Regions from separate parts of the Mus musculus genome. Here all the other regions are linked to region 5. The links are chromatin contacts, called in public HiChIP or PLAC-seq and promoter capture Hi-C maps. All regions are on one chromosome and are shown on one strand. The core of a region is the stretch at or near the end of the contact, and the rest is flanking DNA. Distances in the headings are between cores, read along the strand shown.

Region 1 (2,920 bases), core at 418-2,917, 310 kb before region 5:
GCACATGTCAGTAATCCCAGCACTGAGAAGACACAGGCAGAGAGAGAGAGAGAGAATCCCAGGCCAGTCTCCAATACAAGTGAAAGGGCTGAAGGTGTAGCTCAGTACAGAGCTTCAGGTCCAACCCTGGGGGCGAGCTGGGGGCAGGGGTGTTTGACAAGGGGAATTCAGCCGCTTCTCCCACTTTATCCCCCAAAGCTCAAATGGGAATCGGCCTGGCATCACCCCAGTAAACTAACCCCCGGGATAGCAAAAGCAGACTCAGAATCGGGTTGGGATGTGTCCAGCACTAGCAGGGCACCTATGACTAATGCTCAATGACGCGCGGGACAAGCTTTCAGGAATGAACGGATTGACGATGCCCTTCTGGAACAGGAAGCGGGATCCAGTGTTCCCGCCAATCCTTGCACACAGCCGTCCTCATGGAGGCGTGGAAGGTACTAGTGGAGGGCCCATTACCCAGGTCTTCCTTGATTGCTTGGGGAGGGGGGGGGGAGAGGGGGGATTCATATGCACTGAAATGGGGGACTTTACCTGCCATCCCTCACTCCTCGAAATAAACACTGGACAATGTAAAAAGCTTCCTCGATGGCGCCAGGACCGAAAGAACTGGTTTACAGGGGCTAAAATAATAGGGCGGGGGCCGAGACATCTCACTACCATTCATCTTTCCTTCCCCCTGATAAACACTTTGAATGGAGTTAAAGGTTTCCTCGATTGCTCTGGGATCTCGGGACAGAGTTATGTCACTGCCAAAGTGGAGGGCCCATTCTGCAGCACCAGCTCTTTCCAGGCAGAGTCTCTTTGATAGCTCCAGGATCGCAGGAGCTCCTTTACGTTAGGATGAAAACAAAACAAAATCCCACGAGGGCTTCAAGCTGCCCAGGCCCGGCCCGGCAGGATGAGAGAGAAAAGGTCCTAGGACTTGACAGCGGGGCTGGGAAGGAGGGCCCTTCTGAACCAGGGCCAGGGGAACCGGCGGAGGGACCCTCGGGTGGGCGCGGCGGGATCTGCAGGGCACCGGAAGTGGAGGCTGGAGCGGAGTGGGGGCTTCAGGGTGTCCACAGGCCGGGAGAGGGGCACTTCCTGCACACCCAGGAGCCTGGCTGACCAAAGAGGGGAACCCCTGAGGGTGTCCCCAAGCTTGTTCTATTTCAGAGGGCTGATCCCCTTGCTCCCTCAAGCTCCCAGTCAATGGGCTTGCCAGCACCCCGGCCCCCACCCATTTTGGCGCCAACAGCTAAGGGCACGCGCGACAGGAAGCACAGCCCGCGCCAAACGCTGCCCCGCGCATGCGCGCCCTGGCTGTCAGCGGCCGCAGGGCCACCCGGAGATACCCCCAATATATGCCTCGGCATCGGTCCCGCCCCTCACCCCCACCCTGCGTGGCACCTACCGCCTGCGGACATGGTCCGGGAGCGAGCCTGCCGGGGAGGCAAGCGCAGGCACTCGGGCTGGAGCTGTTCGCGCTGGCATCTTGCAGGTTGCAGACGACAGAACAGCTCTGAACGAGACCCCGGCTTTTTCGCGCGCGCGGAAACCAATTGGGAGGGGGCGGCGCAAGCGGAAGCAGCATGTACCACACAGGGCAAGAGAGTGGGGGAAGACCATGCTATGCCCGAAGGGAGTGCGCATGCGCGCAACGGAGGCACCCACACCTCCTGGCTATAGTGGGCTCGTCCGTGCTGCGACTGGCGCCACCCACCTCCCCCTTGCCTGAAGAGGTGGCTCGGCACTTGAGAGCAGGTAGTGCTGCTCTTGCAGAGGATGACTCTGGTTTGCTTGCCAGCACCCGCATCCAGCCGCTCCAAGCCCCTGTAATTCCACTTCCAGGGGGTCCTACAGCCTCTTCTGGCCTCTATGGGCATTGCACTCACATGCACAAACACAACTTTAAAAAAAAAAAAATCTTTTGAGTCTGGCAGAGGCTGTGGCATGCATGCATTTGATTCCAGCACTCAGAATGCAAAAGCCAGAGGATCTCTGTGTATTGAGCCTGGTCTAAAAACAAAATCTTCTTGAAAAAGGAAAAAGGTAGGCGGTGGTGGCGCATGCCTGCAGTCCCTTACACTAAGGAGGCAGAGGCAGGCAGATCTCAGTTTGAGGTCAGCCAAGTCTATACAGTGGAGTTCTAGGACAGCCAGAGCCACACAGAGAAAGCCAGTCTCAAAACAAAACAAACAAAAGTGGGCTTGTCTGCGCAGTGGCTAGCTTCCTCCCTGGAGAGCACCCACCCACATCCAGCCACTCGAAGCCCTGTAACTCCACTTCCAGGGGAAGGCCGCTGTGGACACTGCTCTTAAATGCACCAACAATTTTTTAACCCAAGATAGGCTTGACTTTACTATCTATACAATAGATAATATGGTTGATCTTAAAGTTCAGACCTCCTGCCTCTCTCTGGTCTTGAGTGATGGATTTATGGGTATGCCCCACTGTAACTACCATCTTCACTGGAAGATGAAATGTGTGGTTCTGTAGTGTCTAACTATATGTCCATGATCCATATTTCTGGAACTTACATCTTCAGAAGGAGAAACTATAGGCATAACTCTATCCCCCTCCCCTTCTGCTCATCTTTTGTTACCATTTTGGTAAGAAATACATGAACCCTTAAACAAAAGGCCTCCCGTCTAACCCCATCTTCACCCCCTTGTCCTCTAAAACGACCATGAGCACACCATCTGGACTCTTCCTCAGTGGCTTCATCTATCAGAGCTGAAATCACCTCCTTAAAAAGATAATTCAGAAGTGAACTGGACCAATATACCAATGAAGTAGTATAGTGGTAAGGCCAGGAACCACTTCTGCCATCTGGGTTTAATAAAAAAAAAAAAAGCAGATCGCAGAGAAATGATATTTTCTATTTACCTTCCACATGGTATGGAAGGATTTAGAATATACAGTTCAACAGCAGAAT
Region 2 (2,946 bases), core at 62-2,561, 460 kb after region 5:
TCCCTTTTAGAAAATCCCTAAGCCTTTGATTCATCAAAACTTCTCTATCCATGGCAGACAGCCTTCTGGTTTAGCCATCCAGTGTCAAGAGGGGAAAAAGGCCACATGTGGTTGGTTTTGCTTCGAGGGAAGAGATGCCCTTCTGTGTGTTCAACTCCTTGTAACAGGATAAAGCGGTACCAGCAGGTGCCTAAGGAAATAAACCAAAAATCAACATTTCTGTCAACACAGGAAGGAACCCATTGATTCTCAGATGAATTATTTAAAATAATTTCAACTTTAGCTTTGAAACAGGGTCTCTTGACAGGTGGTAGTGGGGTGGTAGTAAACACTCAACATTTAATCCCAGCACTCAGGAGTTAGAGGCAGGCAGATCTCTGAGTTCTAGGCCAGCCTGGTCTACAGAGTCCAGGACAACCAGGGCTACACAGAGAAACCTTGTCTTGAAAAACAAAACAAACAGAAACAGAAACAAAACAAAAGAAGAAAAGGAAAGAAAAGAAAGAAAGAAGGAAAGAAGAGGAGGAGGAAACAGAATCTGTGTAGCCCAGGCTAGTCTGGAACTTGCTGTCCAGACCAGTTTGGACTTTGCTCACAGAGATCTGCCTGCCTTCTTCCTAGTTTCAGTGTTACCATATCTTGCTATGGAATTCTTCCATTAATAATTATAATTATTCTAACTACTGGGTCCTACCCCCCAAACCAAGTAATGTTTCTTCTTTCTAATTAATTAATTAGTACAGGGGAGTGTGTGTGGAAGTTAGAGGACAATTTGCTGGAGTTGGTTCTGGTTCTCTCTCCTTCCAGTATGTGGATCCCTGGGATCAAACTCAGGTCTTCAGGCTTGCACCCTCACCCACTGAGCCAACTCGCTCACCCGCACACGCCGCCGCGTTTTATATACATTTCTCGCTGAGTGTTTGTGTTTATGGACGGATCCAGATAAAACCTGCAACTGTACTTGGGTCAGAAATCTATGTGCCCATTCCTAGACAGGAAAGCAAACTTGCTGCAAGAAGTGTAGGGGTCGGGGGTGGGAGGGGGCTTCGCATACTTCTGTTTTGCTTTGGAGGTGGAAAGGAAAGCGTCAGAAGGCGACCCAGGGTGTGGAAGGGCGTGGGTCGTCCCTTGAACACTCAAACAGCAACGCGGGCGGCTAAGTGTCCGGGAAGCGGTGAAATTCTGTGGGAGGAATTTGAGGAACTTCCCACTGCTGCGGGAGCTTCAGGGGTTAAAAGAGACGATGTCACATCGGCCGTTCCAAGCTCCTCCCCGCTCAGTGAGGTGAAGATTTTTGAAAATCACCCCATTGCAGACTCCTCCCCCGCCTGGAAACCTCGCCCCTAGTACTGGGAATGACTCTGGGCGTGCGGCGTAGTTTGCAGCCGGGACACCGTGAGGCTTGCGAGCCCAGATTCGCAGCCGAGACACCGTGGGGCCCGCGATCCAGTGTTTGCAGCGGGAACATTTCGGGGTCTGTGATCCGAGTGAGGACGCAACGCAGAAGCTAAGGATGAGCACCGCGGATCTGATGCGTCGCTGGGTCATCGCCCTGCTCCTGGCTGCTGCCGGAGTTGCAGGTAAGGCTTTGCGCCAGGAGCCTGCCCGGGGTCAGGGGCAGCCGTCCTGAACTCGGAGAGCCCCGAGTGGTTTTATTTTTGGTCGAGAAATACAACCATTCGTGCGAACTTGATGTGATGTCCTTCCCACGTGGCTGGAGGGAAGTGTTTTGGAAATAGGGTGCCAGAGCTGTAGGGGGTCAGAGTGGGTTTGGGGAGTCCGGTGGGTGCTCTCCCAAGTCAGAGGTGTCTTTCAGAGCTATGTGTGAGGGAATCCAAGAGGAGGGGTCCCATCATTCGTTTTAAGGGCTGGGGAGACCCAGGCCCAGCTGTTCAACTTTGGGGTCGCTAGTCGTAGTTACAGGACTTGGGGGTCTCCACACTGCACTCAAACCCGGCTACTGCCGCGTGCCCCAAAACTCCGCCCTAACCCCACCTCCCACCGCACCCCCGAGCTCCTATTGGGTGCAGCCGGAACAGGCGAGCCTCGAGCCACTCCCCTCGCCCAATGGAGGAAGAGGATGATGTTCAGGGGCGTGGCTTGCACGACCCTCCCGGGTGGGGTGGGGCTACACATCCGGGCCGGCTGGGTCCTCCTTGTGAGCCTTCAGTCCCTACCTTGTCCCTACTTCCCTGGTTTGGTGCAGATGTGCCTCAGGCAACCCAGACACCCGTAGCTGAGACCATCAGGCAGGGAGGGCCAGGGACCTGGCAAAGACTTTTGCAGGCCTGGTTCGTTCCCACTCTCTGAACGTGTAGGATTGGACAGATCCATAAAGTGGACTTTAGTTTTAGGAGAGGCGTTGGAATTTGGACAGGAAGGGAGATGGTGTTACAATCTCACCAACAACTTCTTTGCAGCACTGGGAAAAGTGCTCCACCTCTCCCTCACTTTATAGACAGGGTCTCATGTAGCCTAGGCTGGCCTATAAGTCACTGTGTAGTCTCTAGCCCCTAATTCTCCTGCCTCAGCTCGGGAGTGTTGGGATGACAGGCATGTGCCACCATGCCTGGATTTGGGGACACCATGGATAGAACCAGGGTCCATGAATGCCTGGGTTACTGCTTTTCTTGCAGTCAGCCTGGCTGGCCAAGAACATTTTAATTGCTTTTTCCTCCTCAGAACCAGCTTCGGTTCTGACCCCACAGGAGCTTGGCAGGAGTGCCCTTCAGTTAGCTGTGAGTAGCTGTCAACTGGACAATCCCTGGGGATGCTTCCTTGAGACAGCCTGGCTGAGCTGGGCATCCTGGGGCACACCTGTAGTCTCAGCACCTGGAAGGCAGAGGCAGGTGGATTCCTGTGATTTCCAGGGCAGGCAGGGCTATACAGTGAACCCTGGACTAAGAGAGAGGGAGAGGGGAGAGGTTGAACACTGAGACAAACACT
Region 3 (2,962 bases), core at 85-2,584, 290 kb before region 5:
CACCCCTACCCTACCACTATAGGAAGCTGAAGCCGGGCGCGTCTCCTTGGCGACAGTAAGACCCGCCTGGCTCAGGCAGCACTCTCCAGCTCCTTATCAGGCCGAGGAATGCGTGGTATCCACACTCGCTTGCGCTGGGGCGGCGCCATCTCTCTCTCCTGAGACCCCGACACGCGCGCAGGATGTCCCTATCCTGCACAAAGCAACAGGGGGTGGCCACATTTCTGCACCCCACCAGAGGCCCCCCACATCCAGATTCCTGGGGCACTGGAGAGAGTAACTACAGCTACTTCATTCCCTCCCCCCCCCTCAGTGATGCTCCCATGTTGCCCCGCAGGGGACAGTAGGCTCTGCGGGTGTCGCCTCGGGCATCTAACAACAAGGATAGGGACGGGGGTGGGGAGGTGGAAATCCCCGGGTGAGTCAACCCATGCTCTAGAGGGGGGCGAGGTCCCAACGCCGTGTAGCCCGCGACAACGCGGACTCCACGCCACGCGTGCCTTCCTTCACTCCTACGCCCCATCCCTGAGCTAGGAAAAGGAGACACCTGGACTTTGCAGTTAATGTCCCTTTCCTTCGATACAAAGTGATTCTTCCGAAAGAGAGACTGAAAGAGAGGGGCAACTAACTGGAAACTGAGGCAAAAAACTAGTCTCACAGGCGGTGGGGCGACGGCCTTCGCCGGGGACCCCGCCCATGAACTCTGAAAGCTTTCCCCGCTCGCTCGTCCGTAGCACCTTTCATCCTAGCCGGAGACAGAGAAGAAGGGATGCTGCACCTCTCCCCAACAACCTCACTGCCCCAAACCCTGCTTCCTGAGAACCCCCATCCAGTCTTGCAAAGTCTCCAGCTCAAAGCGCTCGGATTCCGCCTTTCTCTTCAGCGCCAACTTCCTGCCCGAAGGAAGGCGGGGAGCTCAGTCTGGGGGTGCGCCACTGAGTAGGTGGCGAGCTGCCTGGAGTAGTGGGCAGGGGCGCATGGTAGATGATCTGTTCCCTCGGTGCAGCAGAGCCTGGAGCAGCGCGTGCAACGCCTGTACGAGCGCCTGACCCCGGACCGGGCCCCCCAGCTGGGATCTCAGGGTCTCCGTGAACCGCGGCCGCCCAGATCGGAACCTCCCCTCTGCCCCGCGCGCTCACCTGGCTAGGCCGGCCGGGGTCCCTGCCCTGGCCTGAGTGGCCTTGGCGTCTGCGCCCCGGGACAGCCAGTGGTTGGTTTTGGAGACTGTTGGCTGTGCTCGGTCTATGTCCCGGAGTTGGGGACCCAGGACAAGAGAGAGGCGGGCAGAGCCGCTGCCTCCGGCCCCAACTCCCTGCTCGCCCCGCCCTCCTCTCCTCCTCTTTCCGGCGGCGACTTGCAATGAATTCCAGATGTGGCCCGCCAGTTAGCCAGGGCGCGCACGGGGGAAGAGCAGGGCCCCTTTGTCCACACCCCCACACACACACTCCTGCCCTGCTCCTCCCAACCCCCACTCGTGAGAACTGCCGTGGCATGATGTCACGGCCGCGTGACGTCACAGCTCTCTTAACCCAGGTGACCTAGTACTGAAACAACTGTATTCCATTTGGCTTAGCGCCAGGCTAATGCTTGGGACCTGGAAATGGAGGAAATCACACTTACCTACTATGTGAGAACTCAGCAATTCAAGATTAAGCACCTACTATGTGTTTCTACAAGAAATAAATTCCTACACTGTATCATACCCAGCCCCCCAAACAGAAGACTTGGTAAGAACTCCCAGATCCAACTGGGCTTTGTGGCACATATGCCTGTCATTCCAGCATCTGCCACCTGGGAGGTGGGAAGATCAGGAGTTCAGGGTCCTCTTAGCAACCTTAAGCCACTGCCTGCTCAAGACCCTTTCTGAAAAACAACAGGCAGGGATGTGGAGGCAGGTGGTTGAGTGTTTGCCTAGCATGCATCCTCAACACTGCAAAAATATGGAATGGTGGCTTGGGCCTCTAATTCCAAACTTGTGAAGTAGAAGCAGGAGGTTTGTTTTAGAGTTCAAGGCCAATCTGGATCACATGATCCTGTTGGCTCCTTCCCTCCAAACAACTCAGGGTGAAAAAAAAATCCAAAATTAGAGTGAGTGACAGAAGGTCAGCTGTCCAGCTCCACTAGGCAGGGAGGGGAAAGGGCTTGTCTGGAAGCCTGACCTGAGGTCAGTCCCTGGAAGCAAAGTTGGCCTCTGACCTCCACAGGGCACACTGGCATTGCTGCACCTACATTCATTCACTGATACATGTACAATAATAATAAATGCATTTAAAAAAGAATAACAAAACCGGGCGTGGTGGTGCACGCCTTTAATCCCAGCACTCGGGAGGCAGAGGCAGGCGAATTTCTGAGTTCAAGGCCAGCCTGGTCTACAGAGTGAGTTCCAGGAGGCTGTGAGTTGTCAGTGGGTAAGGCCTTGCCTGGGACCCACAAGGTGGAAATTGAGAACCAATTCCTGCAAGTTGTCCTGTGACCTCCAAGGCCTGCTGCTGAGGCACATGCACACACCCACGTACATGTACACACCCACGTGCATGCACGCACATGGGTATAAAGTTAAAATTAATAAATTTTTAAAAGGCGCTAAAGAGGTGCCTCTAATGGTCAAGAGCACTTCCTGCTCTTGCAGAGAACAGAATGTCCCAGCACCCACAGACCTGACAACTTCTGAGTCCAGCCCCAGGGGATCTGACCCTTTCAGCCTCAAGGGCCCGTGTACACACATGCACATACCCACAATTACACATAATTAAAAACAAAAAAAAATAAACACACAAAAGTGTAAATTGCACACCCAAACATAAGCTCCCTAAGAGCGAACAGTGTTTCCCTTGCTGTGTTTAACATTGTGCCTTATGTCGGCATTGAGATGTTTATGGAGGCAGGCGGCTCAGTGTTAGTTACAGTACTTCCTCTCATGCACAGGGCCCTGTGTTCTGTCTCCAACACCCCAAAAATAAAT
Region 4 (2,886 bases), core at 271-2,770, 280 kb after region 5:
AGTGTAGTCCTGGCTGTCCTAGAACTCACTCTGTAGACCAGGCTGGCCTGGAACTCAAGGACTGCCAGCCTCTGCCTCCTGAGCATCGGGATTAAAGGTGTGTGCCACCACTGCCCAGCAGAGTGCGTTTTTACTCTTCACTTTGTGGGTCCTGGCTGCCTGAGATTGTGTGCTTGCACCATTAGATGGGAGGGATGACTTGGGAAAGGGTTGAGTCTTTTGTGAGTCTTGCGGAGGCCCAGGAGGGGGTACGTAAATTAGAGTTCTAAGAGGCCCAGCAAAAGTGAACAAGTGACTGGCCACTGTGAGTTCACTGGGGGACCTGAGAGTTAACTAGTGAAAAGGAGAGGTCCTAGTGGAGAAGCTAAAGAATTAAAGTTACTGCCTTGAAGTTCTTTGTGAAGGCCAAGCTCTGGAGCGCGGCTTGAAAAGCCTTTATCCCAGAGCAGCATGGGAAGGGGCCCCAGCTGGGTGCGAGCCTGCAAACCAGAGCACACCTATCACAGGGCCTTTTCTTACCAGTGGGACGGGATCAAGGCGGAGCTTACCTGGGAACGTACAGGGCGGAACCTTAACTTGGGGGCGTGGCCGAATCACCTGGGTTTGGAAACGGTTCTTGTCTTTCCTCAAGCTCAGGAGAGGTTGTTTGCAGGACACTGGCCCGGAGGGGCCCGAACTCTCCGAGGGAGGGTTTCGTGGATCAGAACACCGTCCCTTGACAAAAAGATGCAGAGCACCGTCTGCATTCTGCTAGTAACCGTCCCTCCTGGGGGCGGAGCCAGCCCTCCTCCGGGTGTATAAAGTAGCTGAGCGCCTCCTTCTGACAAACGCCTCACCCCCAAGAGTACTGGGGGAGTACGCAGCACGCCAGCCTAGGGGCGGAGCTCAGCCCTGGAGGAGGCGTTTCTTCTTAGTTCTCCGACTCACGCCTCTCCACTTTTCTTGAGCTATGCTCACAGTGGCACAAAGCATGGTGGTTCGCTCGCTGCCGGCCTGTGGGTGGGTCTGGCCCCAGAGGCGTGTCCGAGCGGCCAAGCATTGCCTCCTGAAACGCCCTGTGGTACAAAGGGCTGTGGATCACCGTGGATCACCGGTCGCCGGCCCGGAGCGGGGGGTGGGGCCGCCTGATCATTCCGGGGGCGTGCCGGGAAGGCTAAGCACCGCCTCCCGACGCATGCCCTGCCCATCTCTCCAGAGCTGTGCGCGGTGGCACAAAGCGCCTCGGTTCGCACAACGCTGCCTCGGGGCGGGGCTTAGCATCCCTGGGGGCGTGTCATACTGCGGGGCACCGCCTCCCAACGTAGGCGCCTTCACCCGGCCTGCCCGGGAGGCTCAGCCACCTCACAAAGCAGCGACCGTTCCCGCGGGGTGGGGCCGGCCCCACCCCCGTCGTGCTTGCGCTCGCCCGGCTCCCTCAGGCGCCAGGAGGGGGCGCTGCGCCACCGAGCCGGCCCGTGGCGGCGGCGGCGGCGGCGAGGCGTCGCGTGGCCGGCAGGCGGCGCGCTGCCAGCCTCGGCCTCGGCCTCGGCCTGCGCGGCGGCGGCAGCGGCGGCGGCGGCGGCGGCGGCGGCCTGGGCCCGGGTGCGGCGGTGGCGGTGGCCGTGGTGGCAGCGGGGCCTGGAGCCGGACCTAAGATGGCAGCGGCGGCAGCGACGGCGGTGGGGCCGGGTGCGGGGAGCGCTGGGGTGGCGGGCCCGGGCGGCGCGGGGCCCTGCGCTACAGTGTCTGTGTTCCCGGGCGCCCGCCTCCTCACTATCGGCGACGCGAACGGCGAGATCCAGCGGCACGCGGAGCAGCAGGCGCTGCGCCTTGAGGTGCGCGCCGGACCAGACGCGGCGGGCATCGCCCTCTACAGCCGTGAGTGCTGGGGACACCCTGGGGACGGCGGCGCACGAGGCCGGCGGCGCGGGCGCCCGGGGAGGGGGCAGGCGGCGGAGGGTTGGGGGGGGGGGGGGACTCGGGCCGAGCTTGTACACGCGGCTCCTGCTGCCCGCGGGCGAGATAGCAGAGAGGGTGTGCGTGGGGACCTTGGAGCCCGAAGAGGGGCGCGGGAAATAAGAGTCGCGGGCCTGAGATTTGCAGCGGGTGGGGTAGGGGGGCGCGTGGCAGGAAGTGGGGCCCCGAGGATTCTGGGGGGATTGTAGAGGGGACTGGAGAGAGGGAGTGATTGGGAGGGCTCTTGAGCGGGTGTGGTTTGTGGATCTCATCTCAGGGGACATCCTCCTCACACACGGACATTTGAAAAGTGGTTTTCAGTGTGTAACACCGGGAAGACTGGGTGCCGCCCTTGTGGAGGACTTGGGATTCGGGATCCCCCACCCACACACCCACCAGGGTGGGTAAACTTTGGGACTTAGGACAGAGCCCTTCCTGATAGAGATTCCCAAGCCCATCCCCCATGGAAACGTGGAAGAGGGGAAGGCCGGCTGGCTGATGGCCGGCTTTAGAAGTCAAGAGGTAACAAGCCACCTCCCTCGCCACGCGCCTCCTGTCTTTTTTAAGAACGTGAGAAGCTGGTGACATTATCAGAAGCTGCTTCAAAAACTGACATTTCAGTGGGGAAAACAAGGGGGGGGATCACTAGTGTGTTTTCGAAGTGCACCCCCCCCCCCAGCTTTGTAGTTCCACCTTTCATTCTTCCTTGCTCTTGCTACTCTTTCTTCTGACGGATTCCTCAGATGGATTTGCTCTTGTGTTTCACTGGTCTTTGTCTCCCAGGATTTCGTTCACTGATGCTCTTAAGGGGCCACCAAGGAAGATGGGATCGATTTTAACCTGTGGGAATTTTTTTCTACTCCTTGGTAATGGGGTGTTGTTGGAAAGGGAAATGTGTGTAGCAGTCTGTTCAGACTGATTCTCCTCTCTTTGCCTTGACTTTGAAACACA
Region 5 (2,700 bases), core at 14-2,513:
AGACAGCGACAGCGTTCTCATAAAAATAAAATAAATAAATAAATAAAAAAGATTCACTAAAAAAAATGCCAAAATCGTTTTCCTTTTTTTTTTTTTTAATTTATTTACTTATTATATGGAAGTACATTATAGCTGTCTTCAGACACTCCAGAAGAGGGAGTCAGATCTCGTTACGGATGGTTGTGAGCCACCATGTGGTTGCTGGGATTTGAACTCTGGACCTTCGGAAGAGCAGTTGGGTGCTCTTACCCACTGAGCCATCTCACCAGCCCTCGTTTTCCTTTTATAGTCTTACAGATAACTCCCTCAAATTTTGCTCAGGAGAAAACTGAGGCACTGAGAATCATGACCAATGGGGCACCAATGGGTCAGGGATAGTCACATCCCCAGGGTGACATCTGTTCTGGGTTGATAAACTCTGTTGTGTTCACAGTCTCTTTCGTTCTCATGAAGCTCAGGCTGGTTTCAAACGCCTTGCACAACAGAGGAGGGGCCTGTGCCCCTGCCTTTGCCTCAGAGACTTGGGTTTCATGCACCACTACACTCAGTTTCTGGGTTTCAGGGAATAGAACACAGGGCCTCACGTGTGCTAGGCCCTCTACCAACTCAGCTCCATCGCCAGTGTGCTCAGTCTTTGAGTACCCCAGCACTAAAGAAGCTGACGCAGGCGGGCAGCCATGAGTTGGAGGCCAGCCTGAGCTCCAGGGTGGGTTCTCTGCCTGGGCTCTCCAATTTCACTGCAGGTCGGGGCATGTGTTCTGGGCGTGAACGGAGCTCGTGTGCCTAAGCAGGACTTGAATAGTCGGAATGTATTCTCCTTAGGAGAGTCAGGTCTAAGTGAGAGCTTGTCTCAAAACATTGGAAAGGCCCTTCAGATGGCTCAGCGGATAAAGATGCGATAAAGGTGCTGGCTGTCTAGGAACCTGAGTTGGCTCTTACGAGATCTCCACAGGCACGACAAGCCCCATGTATCGCACCCAGAACATGGGACCTTCAATGCAGTGGAATTTGAGTGGCAGGGCGGGGAAATCTGCACTTTTGAGCGAGAGAAGGTCCGGCGTCCGCAGCTTGAGATGTCATTCAGAACAAGGGTGTGCAAGGCTTGAGAAAGGGCTGTAAATGGGCGTGGCTTCTCCGGCTCTGACCCATTGGTCTGAGATAAGGGCCCCCAGGGACGCGCTTGCGCCTGCGCGGTGAGATTAGGAGGGTGTGGTGAGTCCAAGGGAGGCGGACTGTACAGGGGCGTGGCTTGCTCGCTAGCCAAGCCCACCGTATCCGGGTGCTCTGGGCCACCAAGATGGCGCTGGCTGTGGGAGCCCGGGTATCCGCTGCGGCCAGAGCCGGACCCGGGAGCCCGGCTCTGAGTATAGAGTAACACTGTGCTGGCCGCGGGGCTGCTCCCGAGCGTTCGCAGTTCCCCGGACCTCGGGGACACCTGCGTCCTTCCTCTCCGGCGGGTCCATGAACTCCGTGTCGCCGGCTGCGGCGCAGTACCGCAGCGGGAGCTCGGAGGACGCGCGCCGGGCCGATTGTCGCCGGCCGAGGGGACAAACCCGTATCCCGGATCCTAGCAACCTGGGACCTTCGGGGTCCGGAGTGGCAGCTCTCGGTTCATCTGGGACAGACCCCGCCGAGCCCGACGAGGTGGACAAGTTCAAAGCCAAGTTCCTGACAGCCTGGAACAACGTCAAGTATGGTGAGGAGGGGGTGCACTGGTCAAGGGTGTCAGAGGGGTCAGAGCAAAAGAAACCAAACCTTTACCCTGTCCTGTGGATGAGCCCATCCAGGAGGAGTCACAAGCAGGTCCTCCGCCCTTCCCAGTCCTGGACGTGGGGCAGGTTAAATGGGAAAGGTTTTCAAGCTCCGCCCATTGCACCTGTTTGACCTTGGCCAAATACCTTGCTTTCCTGCGGTCTGTTTACTGCCCTCTGTAACATAGGTGCAATAGTATGAACAGAGTTAATAGATGTTGGTTCACACCTGTAATCCCAGCACTTGGGATGCTGAGGCAGGAGGTTTACCAAGAGTTCTAGGCTATCCTGGACTATATAATAAGTTCCAGGCTGACTTGAGCTCCTCATGAGACTGGGTCTCAAAAAATCGGAAAACAGGGGGCTGGAGAGACTGCTCAGCAGCCTTGGCTGTTCCTCCAGAGGAACAATTACCAGCACCCACATGGCAATTCACAATTGTCTGTAACTCCAGTTTCATGGGATCTAACACCCTCACACAGGTATACATGCAGGCAAAACACCAGTGGATATTTTAAAAAAAAATTGGAAAAAGGCTAGTGAGATGCCGCAGTAGTTAAAGGCATTTGTCACCAAGCTTAAGGACCTCAGCTCCAGCCTGGACCCCAATGGTGGAAGGAGAGCCCCCACTCCTGTCAATGTTCTATACTCCAGACCCAAACTGTGGTGCTTGCTTGTCCACATATATACACAAGCTCACATACACAAAATAAAAATGTGCTTTATAGATTTACAGCAAAACCCAACAGTCAGAATAGAACGGCCCTGGGTTGATAGTGGGTCCTTATGAAGATGTGACTAAGTCCCACCTGTGTTCCAGACAGATGTGGTGTGGCATGGATTTTGCAGAGCCGCCGCCCTGACATCTCAGCTAGGATCAGGCCCAGTTCAACACTGGGGAATGGAAGACCCATTGCTGATACTTGAGTGCTTTAAATTGCTGCGAGCT
Region 6 (2,700 bases), core at 127-2,626, 260 kb before region 5:
CTGGAGAGATGGCTCAGCTGCTAGGGCACCTAAACTGCACAAACATCTTGATCTTTAGCACTAAATAAACCAGCATGGTGGCACATACATATAATCTCAGGACTCTTGAGGTGGGGGGCAGAAGAATCAGAAATTCAGCCGGGCATGGTGGCGCATGCCTTTAATCCCAGCACTCGGGAGGCAGAGGCAGGCGGATTTCTGAGTTCGAAGCCAGCCTGGTCTACAGAGTGAGTTCCAGGACAGCCAGGGCTACACAGAGAAACCCTGTCTCAAAAAAAAAAAAAAAAAAAAAGAATCAGAAATTCAAGGTTACTCTTGACTACACAGAGTTCAAGGCCAGCCAAATCAGACCCCTTCACACACCAAAGAGAGGGGGAGGGAAGATCAGATAAAATTAGATTCACCTGGTCATGTAAGCATAGCGGTGCAGACAACCAGCAATCCAGACCTCCGGAAGCCAGACAGGGAGACTCTGAACTCAAGGTCATCCTTGGCTACACAGAGAAGCCTTGTTTACAAAAGAATAGGATGGCGTTTGAGATGGCTCAGCTGGTTAGGTGGCTTGCCACCAAACTGGATGGCCTGAGTTCTATCCACAGAGTGAAAGGAAATCGCAACTCCCTTGAGTTGTCTTCTTACTTCCACACTCAAACACAAAAATAAATTAAGAAAACTAAAATAGGAGCTGGAGAGATAGCTCTGTGGTTAAGAGCACTGTCTGCTCTTCCCGAGTTCGATTCCCAGCAACCACATGGTGGCTCATAGCCACCTATAATGGGATCTGATGCTCTCTTCAGGCATGCAAACAGAGCACTTATATGTATAAAATAAATAAAATATTTCTTAAAAGTAAAAAATTAAAATACATATATATTGAAAAAGCGAAAAATAGCCACATGACATGGACATGGCACACACCTTTAAAATTTTTTTCTTAATTTCCAGACAGGGTCTCACTCTGAAGTCACTATGTACTATATAGACCAGGCTGGCCTCGAATTGCAGTGTTGCTTCTGAGTGCTAGAATTAAAATCATGCAACACCACGGCCCAGCCCAGCACACATCTTTAGTCTCAGTACTCAGGAATCAGAATCATGTGGATCTCTCTGAGTTCGAGGTCGCCCTGCGCTGCATAGGGTGAGTCAGGAGTGAGACCCTTACTCTAAAAGACAAAAGTCAATTCATATCAATAATGGTAAAGGGAGAGAAAGACACAGGAAAAAAATGTAGGCAAAATACGCAGTGTAGCAGGAGGCTCATCCACGTTCAATAAAAAAGATAAACGCTTATTAGCCAGGTACCGCCCAGGTATGGGCGGACCCTCCATCAATACTTGAGGTTCATTGGTTAAAAGAGAACCGCGTCTCTGGGGTTTGCTTCCCGGCACCCGGCTCTGGCTCTCCGGTGTCGGGGCTTCCGGCTGTCAAGTGGAGCTGATCCACAGCCTCAGGCTTCGGGACCTGGCGCTGATGGCGGCGGAATCGCCTTCGTGACGTACCCGGCGCACATACGACGTCATCAGCCACCGCCGCGAGCGTCCGTACCGCAGCGACCTCGGCGCTGCGAGAGGTCCTCCGAGATGCTGCGGTTGTTCCAGGCCGCTTCCCGGGCCTCGCTTCGACTCTCTGGCTCCCGGGTAGGGCACTGAGCTGAGGTCAAGGCCGGAGGTCAAAGGTTGAGAACCTCCGAGAGCACCTCTAACTCCCGCCTGTCATTTTCCAGGTCATCCACTCTCTAGCGGAAGGCGCGGAGCGGCCGGCCGAGATTTCAGAGCCGCGAGATAGCGCTGGTGAGACGACCGGGACCTTGACACACAGAGTGGGGGGAGATAGCACAGAAGGTACTGAGCTTTGATCCTGACCCTTGACCGCTCATTTGTCACCCCCCGCCAGGTCTCCTAGATCCTGTTTTGCGCAAGTGTGAGCTCCGGATCCCAGTGCACCGGCGTCCGGTGCAAGCCTGGGTCGAGTCTCTCCGAGGCTTTGAGCAGGAGCGCATCGGCCTGGCGGAGCTGCACCCCGACGTGTTTGCAACGGCGCCTCGGTGAGTGCAGGGTGCAATGGGAGGAACTTGCCGTGGTTTCTCCACTTGACAAAAGGGGTGATCAGTTTCGCTGCTACAGGGCTGGAAGGCGAATGACTCAACCCTGCTGTCACCCTGACCTATTACATCCTGCCTTGCTCTCTTGTGCTTGGGTCTCCGTTTTGTCAGACCTCAAGAAGTTAGGTGACAGCCGGGTGGTGGTGGCTCATGCCTTTAATCCCAGCACTTGGGAGATAGAGGCAGGCAGATTTCTGAGTTCGAGGCCAGCCTGGTCTACAAAGTGAGTTCCAGGACAGCCAGGGCTACACAGAGAAACCCTGTCTCAAAAAACAAAAACAAAAACAACAACAACAACAACAACAAAAGAAGTTGTGTGACGACTAGGTAGATTAATCCACAACAGAGAAAATTCTCTAGAAGTGTTTTTTATTAGGGCTGGAGGTGTGCACTGTTAGAGGGCTTGCCTGCATGCACCTTGTCCTGGGTTCCCTTCTATAGCATACACATGTCCTGGTAACCCACACCTCTAACCCCACCAGCACTGTAGAGGTGGAAATAAGAGAATCAAGAAATTAATGGTCAAGGTTGCATAGTGAGTTCCAGACCAGTCTGGGCTACATGACACCATAAGTAAAAATAAAAATACTGGGCTGGTG

The links. Promoter capture Hi-C pulls out the DNA fragments that hold promoters and counts their contacts. HiChIP or PLAC-seq counts read pairs in DNA pulled down with a chosen protein or histone mark. Capture Hi-C pulls out chosen DNA fragments and counts their contacts.
Region 1: a contact with region 5 is called in a promoter capture Hi-C map of adipose tissue. The contact joins the promoter of Dnmt1 here to the promoter of Atg4d in region 5. A contact is called at or near these places in 1 of 115 datasets of contacts at active chromatin or transcription factors (embryonic stem cells) and 3 of 9 other capture datasets (adipose tissue, embryonic stem cells and liver).
Region 2: an H3K27ac HiChIP or PLAC-seq map of cardiomyocytes shows a contact between it and region 5, with 3 times the contacts expected there. The contact joins the promoter of Ldlr here to the promoter of Atg4d in region 5. A contact is called at or near these places in 1 of 39 promoter capture datasets (neural stem cells) and 1 of 115 datasets of contacts at active chromatin or transcription factors (cardiomyocytes).
Region 3: a contact with region 5 is called in a promoter capture Hi-C map of second pharyngeal arch cranial neural crest. The contact joins the promoter of S1pr2 here to the promoter of Atg4d in region 5. A contact is called at or near these places in 10 of 39 promoter capture datasets (the HPC-7 cell line, cranial neural crest, embryonic stem cells and 7 more).
Region 4: an H3K4me3 HiChIP or PLAC-seq map of embryonic stem cells shows a contact between it and region 5, with 7 times the contacts expected there. The contact joins the promoter of Carm1 here to the promoter of Atg4d in region 5. A contact is called at or near these places in 4 of 39 promoter capture datasets (erythroid cells, fetal liver, hippocampal neurons and 1 more), 6 of 115 datasets of contacts at active chromatin or transcription factors (the SCID.adh cell line, embryonic stem cells and epiblast stem cells) and 3 of 9 other capture datasets (adipose tissue, embryonic stem cells and liver).
Region 6: a contact with region 5 is called in a promoter capture Hi-C map of pancreatic islet. The contact joins the promoter of Mrpl4 here to the promoter of Atg4d in region 5. A contact is called at or near these places in 1 of 39 promoter capture datasets (erythroid cells), 1 of 484 Hi-C or Micro-C datasets (embryonic stem cells), 2 of 115 datasets of contacts at active chromatin or transcription factors (both in embryonic stem cells) and 2 of 9 other capture datasets (liver and pancreatic islet).

What each region holds. Positions count from the first base shown.
Region 1 is chr9:20,951,312-20,954,231 of GRCm38.p6, forward strand. Dnmt1 (DNA methyltransferase (cytosine-5) 1) reads right to left here and starts at 1,668. Exons shown (of 39, transcript NM_001199431.1): 1 at 1,397-1,668. The coding sequence starts at 1,476.
Region 2 is chr9:21,722,265-21,725,210 of GRCm38.p6, forward strand. It overlaps Ldlr (low density lipoprotein receptor), which reads left to right and starts at 1,312. Exons shown (of 18, transcript NM_010700.3): 1 at 1,312-1,580. The coding sequence starts at 1,514. Gm26511 (a long non-coding RNA gene) reads right to left here and starts at 1,092. Exons shown (of 4, transcript XR_001779098.2): 1 at 1-1,092.
Region 3 is chr9:20,975,459-20,978,420 of GRCm38.p6, forward strand. It overlaps S1pr2 (sphingosine-1-phosphate receptor 2), which reads right to left and starts at 1,335. Exons shown (of 2, transcript NM_010333.4): 1 at 1,140-1,335.
Region 4 is chr9:21,545,374-21,548,259 of GRCm38.p6, forward strand. Carm1 (coactivator-associated arginine methyltransferase 1) reads left to right here and starts at 1,521. Exons shown (of 16, transcript NM_021531.6): 1 at 1,521-1,857. The coding sequence starts at 1,635.
Region 5 is chr9:21,264,022-21,266,721 of GRCm38.p6, forward strand. Atg4d (autophagy related 4D, cysteine peptidase) reads left to right here and starts at 1,264. Exons shown (of 10, transcript NM_153583.10): 1 at 1,264-1,696. The coding sequence starts at 1,462.
Region 6 is chr9:21,001,361-21,004,060 of GRCm38.p6, forward strand. It overlaps Mrpl4 (mitochondrial ribosomal protein L4), which reads left to right and starts at 1,377. Exons shown (of 9, transcript NM_023167.2): 1 at 1,377-1,637; 2 at 1,724-1,790; 3 at 1,894-2,044. The coding sequence starts at 1,581.